2 separate regions of the Mus musculus genome follow, and region 2 is linked to region 1. A link is a contact called in public HiChIP or PLAC-seq data. All regions are on one chromosome and are shown on one strand. The core of a region is the stretch at or near the end of the contact, and the rest is flanking DNA. Distances in the headings are between cores, read along the strand shown. Region 1 overlaps Wdr20 (WD repeat domain 20). Region 2 overlaps Ppp2r5c (protein phosphatase 2, regulatory subunit B', gamma).

Region 1 (2,842 bases), core at 217-2,716:
TGGACTAATTGTGTGAACTCACTGCTGCTTTTGTATGCTTGTTTCAGTTTTCTCTTCGGTGTCTCACCACAGCTTTCTGCTTGCCTATAATACTGTTTGAATAGTTACTTCTTACACATACAAAAACTTCCACAAAAACAGCCACTAAGAGCATTTTCTGCTCTTGCAGAAGATCCAAGTTTGGTTCCTAGTGCCTACCACATGGCAGCCCACAAGTGTCTGTAACTCCAGTTCCAGGGGATACAATTCCCTCCTTCTGCCCTCTTAGGGCACCAGGCATGCATATGATGCACATACATATATGCAGGCAAACCTCCTATACATATTTTGTTTGTTTGTTTTGAGACAGGGTCTCACTATGTAGCTCTTGTTATCCTAGAACTATGTAGACCAGGCTGGTCTCAAAAATCACAGAGATCCACCTGCCTCTGCCTCTTCAGTGCTGGGATTAAAGGTGTGCGCCACCATGCCTGGCTATTTGTTTAAAAAACTGCCAGACTATAAAAACTTTGAACCACATTAGTATCTTTGCACCTTGGCACCCAGTTTTTAAATATGTAGCTGTTTTGATAGTGCACACCTGTAACCCCAGCACTTGGGAAGCTGAAGTAGAAGGATCAAGAATTCAAAGTCACCATAGGCTGAATACATTCTAAGATAGCTTGGGCTGCATTGTAAGACACTGCCTCAAAAATCAAAGCAGAGAAACATTAGCTATGATGGGATGTACCTTTATCTCTGTACCTGGGAGGCAAAGGTAGGCAGACCTCTGTGAGTTCAAGGCCAGCCAGGGCTATACAGTAAGGCCTTATCTCAAAGAAAGGAAATGAAAAAGAAATTTTTTTTTTTTAAGATTTATTTATTTGGTATGTATACAGTGTTCTGCCTGAATGTGTGTCTGCAGGCCAGAAGAGGGCAGATCCCATTGTGAGCTACCATGTGGTTGCTGCAAATTGAACTCAGGACCTCTGGAAGAGCAGGTGGTGCTCTTAACCAGCCCCGGGCCTTTTCCTAAAAATCAGGGACATACACTCCTTTTCTTTTTCTTTTTTTTCCCCTGAGACAGGGTTTCTCTGTATAGCCCTGGCTGTCCTGGAACTCACTCTGTAGACCAGGCTGGCCTGGAACTCAGAAATCCGCCTGCCTCTGCCTCCCGAGTGCTGGGATTAAAGGCACCACCGCCCGGCTGACACTCCTTTTCTTTTTTTTTTTTTTTTTTTTTTTTTTTGGTTTTTTGAGACAGGGTTTCTCTGTATAGCCCTAGCTGTCCTGGAACTCACTTTGTAGACCAGGCTGGCCTCGAACTCAGAAATCCACCTGCCTCTGCCTCCCAAGTGCTGGGATTAAAGGCGTGCGCCACCACGCCCGGCGACACTCCTTTTCTTAATAGTCACTCACTTGGACTGTGTCAGAGTTAGGAGATGAGACGGGCCTTTGAAGTCATATTGCCAGCTGCATTTTCACATTTATGATATCACATAATACAGGCTGCTGTATGGGAAAACCAAATCTATTTCCTGTTCTCAAACCACAGTAGTCAACACAGAAGTCTTCTGTAACTGCAAAAAGTGTATTTCTCTATCCACAAACAGTTCTGAGGAGTGGACTCTTAGCTGCTGGGTGCCCTTTAATCTAGTTGGTTTCATACCTCTGAGTGATCTAGCATCAGCGGCTAGGGCTTGAAGACTCAGCCCATCTCAGGCCCAGGTCAAGTCAGCCAGAGCTTCTGATGAGTTGCCTGCACATTGAGATTTCCTTAACACTCTCCCAGGTTGGTTTTTCTTAAGTGGCTCATAGAATTTAGGAAAACACTGTTTTCAATATTTGCCAATCTGTTTTAAAGGATTAAAATTTCTCTACTTACATTTATTTGTTTTGTTGGTGAGTGTCTGCCATTGGCAAGCATGTGGAAGTCAGACAACTTGTGGAGTCCGTGTATGGGGATTGACCTCAGGTTGTCAGGCTTGGCAGCAGGTGCCCTTACCTGCCGAGCCACCTCACTGGCTCTGTAAACAATACTTTAAGGGATACAGGTAAGCAGATAGATGAGGTCTGGAAGGGGGCTAAGCCCAGGCAGGGCCTTTTGTGTCAGTGTTCTTGTTTGCCTGTAAGCCTCCAGATGCCCTCTGAACCCTGGCCTTGGGTTTTGTTTTGTTTTGTCTTCAGTACTTGTTATTGTTACTGCTTACTGATTTTGTTGCTGTTGCTGCTCCTGCTGCTGTTTTTGAGCTAGTGTCTCACTGGATTGGAAATTTAATATGTACCCCAGGCTAGCCTGCAACCTTCAGTCATCCTTCCATCTTAGCCTCTTGAAGGCAGGGATTACAGGTCTGCACCACTATGTTAATTGTGGTTTTTTGAGACAGGGTCTTACTGTGTAGCCCAGGTTACCCTGGTTCTGATAGTTCTTCTGTTCCAGTCTCCCTAGTGGTGGGCTTCTGGACATGGCCTGCCATACCTGGATTTTATTTTCACTGTTTTGCAGATTGGCCTTGACCTTATGGACTGACTCAGTGGTCCTGTCATATCGCCCTCCCAAGCAGCTGGGCATATAAATGTACACCTCTACATCTGGCTCCTTTGGGGGCTCTATGAAGATCATATATTGTGTTAGGCATGGTGGCTTTTAGTAAACCAGGCAAGGAAAGCCACCGAGGCCTGTCTGATGCTATTCTTCACCAGCCTCTCCTCCAGAATGTGGCTGACACATCATCATCCCAGGGCTCGGGGGACAGAGGCAGGAAGGTCAGAGGTTCAGGGTCACCCTCGGCCTGTCTCAAACAAAACAGAAATAGGGGTTTTATCATCTGCTGTCAGGCAAGGTGGGTCATGGATTAAGGTT
Region 2 (3,104 bases), core at 541-3,040, 260 kb before region 1:
GCTCACTTGGGAAGACATTGTGATGATTGGTGAGGACCTGGGAGCACTCTGCTCACATATGCAGACATTGTGTGAATTGATGAGGACCTGGGAGCACTCTGCTCACATATGCAGACATTGTGTGTTTTGATGAGGACCTGGGAGCACTCTGCTCACATATGCAGACATTGTGTCTATTGATGAGGACCTGGGAGCACTCTGCTCACATATGCAGATGTTGTGTCTATTGATGAAGATCATCATTACTAGAAGATGCTGAGCAGGACACATGCTCTACTCTGGGAAAGCCACAAAGTTTGGCTTAGCAATAAGTCAAGACCCCAAACAGTTGCTTACCTCCTCTCAGAAAGGCTCTCTCCAGCCTGTCACGTTGCACAGCTGGACATTATGAAGGGCCATTCAGCTAAATCTGACTGAGCTTCATCTCATGGCCCAGTTGAGGTGGCCTGTTCTTTGGTGGCCATCAATGGTAGAGGCAACCATTAGCTCCTGCTGCCAGCACTGGGAAGGAGATGAGGAGTGGAAACTTTAAAACCTTGTGTGTTGTTTTCAAGTAGGCTGTCCAAAAGCTGAGTTGGGCTTTCGTAGTTACAGTTTGTCCCTCCTTCCTGAGGCTGTAGTGCCTGCCCAGTCAAGGGTGAGAATTCTTACAGGGCGGCCTCTGTAGGGTGGACATGGTTGGGGGCCTGGCAGAGAAGTGTGGGTGGGTGGGTGATAAGGGGTTGGTTGTATGTCTGTCGGGGCTTTCCTTTGAGTGTTCACTTGTCAGACATTTCTGAGCACATTTGTACTGTTAACAGTTTCAAGTGAGCAGCAAATGGCAGTGGTGCCAGGGGAGTAGCTGTGTGGCACGGGGGTGATGGTGCCGTGTGGCACAGGGTGAGAACTCTCCCAGGGATGTTCACAGCCTGGGGAGAATCGCCCCTTGAGCTGTGGGGAAGATGTGCACTGGTTTCCCTTTATTCATTTGTTAGTTTTACTTGTTTTACCACAAGTGAAATGCTGTCTTTGCTACGTTGCTATTAATGCCTTGATGTGTATAAAAAGCTCACATTTACCAAGGCGTGGGACATTTTGTTACTTTCTTGCTACTTCCATAAGAGAATTTGATATGGCAGAAGCGATCAGAACATCTGCACAAAGCTATCGATGAGTGGCAGTCTCAAGTGGTCTGGGCTGGTCTTGGAAATGTCCAAGATGACCCTGCCCTCCTGTCCTCACGCTGAGTACTGAGACTGCAGGCGTGCTCCACCATGCTGAGCTCAGCAGCAGTGTCCTAACGGAGGAACTGGACAGAGTACAGAACTGATTCACATTTGAGTGGAGTTTGGTTGGATTTTGTTTGGTTGTTGGTTGTTTTGTTCTTGTTTTATGGCATTGGAGGTGTGGGGATGCAACTGTGAGTCCATTGTCTGTAAGATGGGAGATACACACACACACACACACACACACCACACACACACACACACACACACACACACACACACACACTATCCCTTTAGAATGTTCCTAAAGTAAGAGAATGAATTTGCCTATTGTTAACATCCATACAGAAATGTTCTTATCTGAGCTGCAATCATACGGTGTACATTCAGAAGTGAAGCTTTATAGAACCTGGGGCCTGGGACCCACAGAGAGAGTCTAACACTGGGATCTTTAGTCCTTCATCTTACTTCCAACGCTGCTGTCTTCGTATTCTGTTGCTGTGAAGAGACACCACGGCCACCACCACAACTCTTACACAGGAAAGCATGTAATGAGGGCTGGCTCACAGTTTCAGAGAGTTAGCCCACTATCATCATGGGACTGGAGCGGTTGCTCAGAGCTCTACTTCCTGGTTCACAGGCACAGTGAGACTGGGCCTAGCGTGGGCTTTTGAAACCTCAGAGCCTACTCCCAAGTGACACAGTTCCTCCAACATGGACACACCCACTGCAGAAAGGACACAGCCCTAATCAGCTAGGGACTAAGCATGCAAACACATGAGCCTGTGTTGGCCATTCTTACTCAAGCCACCATAGCTGGCAAGGGTCAGCAAAGGCTGGGAGGAAAGGGTCACTTGCTTGGTCAATTGGTCTGTCTGTCTGTCTGTCTGTCAATCAGTCTGTTTTCCCAGTAGAAAAAAAGAACATAACCATGGGCATTAAAGTCACGTTCTTTTTCCTTGTTGAGTGGACGGCTGGAAACCCGAACTGCACACTTGGCTGAGTAATTAACCAAAGTGAGGATGATTTGTGGTACCCTCTCCTCTGTCCTGTGGGATGGCCACAGGGCCTCCAGATGTGGTCAGCATGCACCACAGTTGGCAACACCAGAGAAGATTTTGAAGTGATTCATAGTTGAATGTTATTTTGTTTAGTAATTATACACTAACAAATGTGACGGTGTGTAATTAGCACATTAAATCTCTGATTTCTTGGGTTACTGTTGCTTAGGCTGGGACTTAGTCAAAAGTGTGTCCACTGGAAGGAGAACTCGGGCAAAGGCCTGGCCTTGGTGCTGTGGTGAGAGACTCAGAGGAGGGTTGGCAAGCGGCTGGAGCAGGGCCTTCGGGACCGAGAGGTCGGGTTCAGCCTGCGAATGCTGCTCTGAGGACAGCTCCTCAGCCTCCCTCACACGGGGGGCCTCAACGCAGGGGTGCCTGTCCCAGGAGTCACACTGGCCTGCAGGGTCAGACTGCAGAGCCAACTGGTCCTGCCTCCAGCCTTTGTCTGCTGGTGCAGCTTTTGCTCATGAACCCTTAACTAGTGTGGCCCCGAGCAGGTTACCGAGTATGTTGGTGCTCCACAAAATGACCACGGAAGTGGCTCCCTGCAGAAGAGCTATGGGTCTTGAACAAGGTGAGGGGTGTGAATGCTTGGCCTGGGTCTACAACATACTAAAATCACTAGCCCCACTTAACGGAGCCTGACTGCCGGCGCTTCCATTTCTGGATGACTGTCTGGGCCTCAACATTGCCCCCAAGTAGTTGTGTGGCCAGACTGTTGAGGTGTGAAGTCAGATGTTAACAAGCCTAGCTGCCCTCCTGTGCCCTCTCTCACAGCCCTCTGCAGGCTCTGAGTCAGCCCCACCAGCACAAGCGTGTCACTGAGAAGCCCCTGGTG

The links. HiChIP or PLAC-seq counts read pairs in DNA pulled down with a chosen protein or histone mark.
Region 2: an H3K27ac HiChIP or PLAC-seq map of regulatory T cell precursor shows a contact between it and region 1, with 2.5 times the contacts expected there. The contact joins two enhancer-like sites. A contact is called at or near these places in 4 of 115 datasets of contacts at active chromatin or transcription factors (bone marrow-derived macrophages, embryonic stem cells, regulatory T cell precursor and 1 more) and 1 of 9 other capture datasets (liver).

The regions. Positions count from the first base shown.
Region 1 is chr12:110,757,640-110,760,481 of GRCm38.p6, forward strand. All of the region lies in intron 1 of Wdr20 (WD repeat domain 20), which reads left to right. Among named protein-coding and RNA genes, the nearest start is that of Wdr20, 21 kb to the left of the region's middle. Within about 2 kb of position 1,467, at least 45 of the 459 cell types and tissues checked have an H3K27ac peak or open chromatin away from gene starts, as enhancers often do. A contact at or near this core is called in regulatory T cell precursor and thymic regulatory T cells, where this site is marked.
Region 2 is chr12:110,501,726-110,504,829 of GRCm38.p6, forward strand. All of the region lies in intron 3 of Ppp2r5c (protein phosphatase 2, regulatory subunit B', gamma), which reads left to right. Among named protein-coding and RNA genes, the nearest start is that of Gm19605, 18 kb to the left of the region's middle. Within about 2 kb of position 1,791, at least 182 of the 459 cell types and tissues checked have an H3K27ac peak or open chromatin away from gene starts, as enhancers often do. A contact at or near this core is called in regulatory T cell precursor and thymic regulatory T cells, where this site is marked.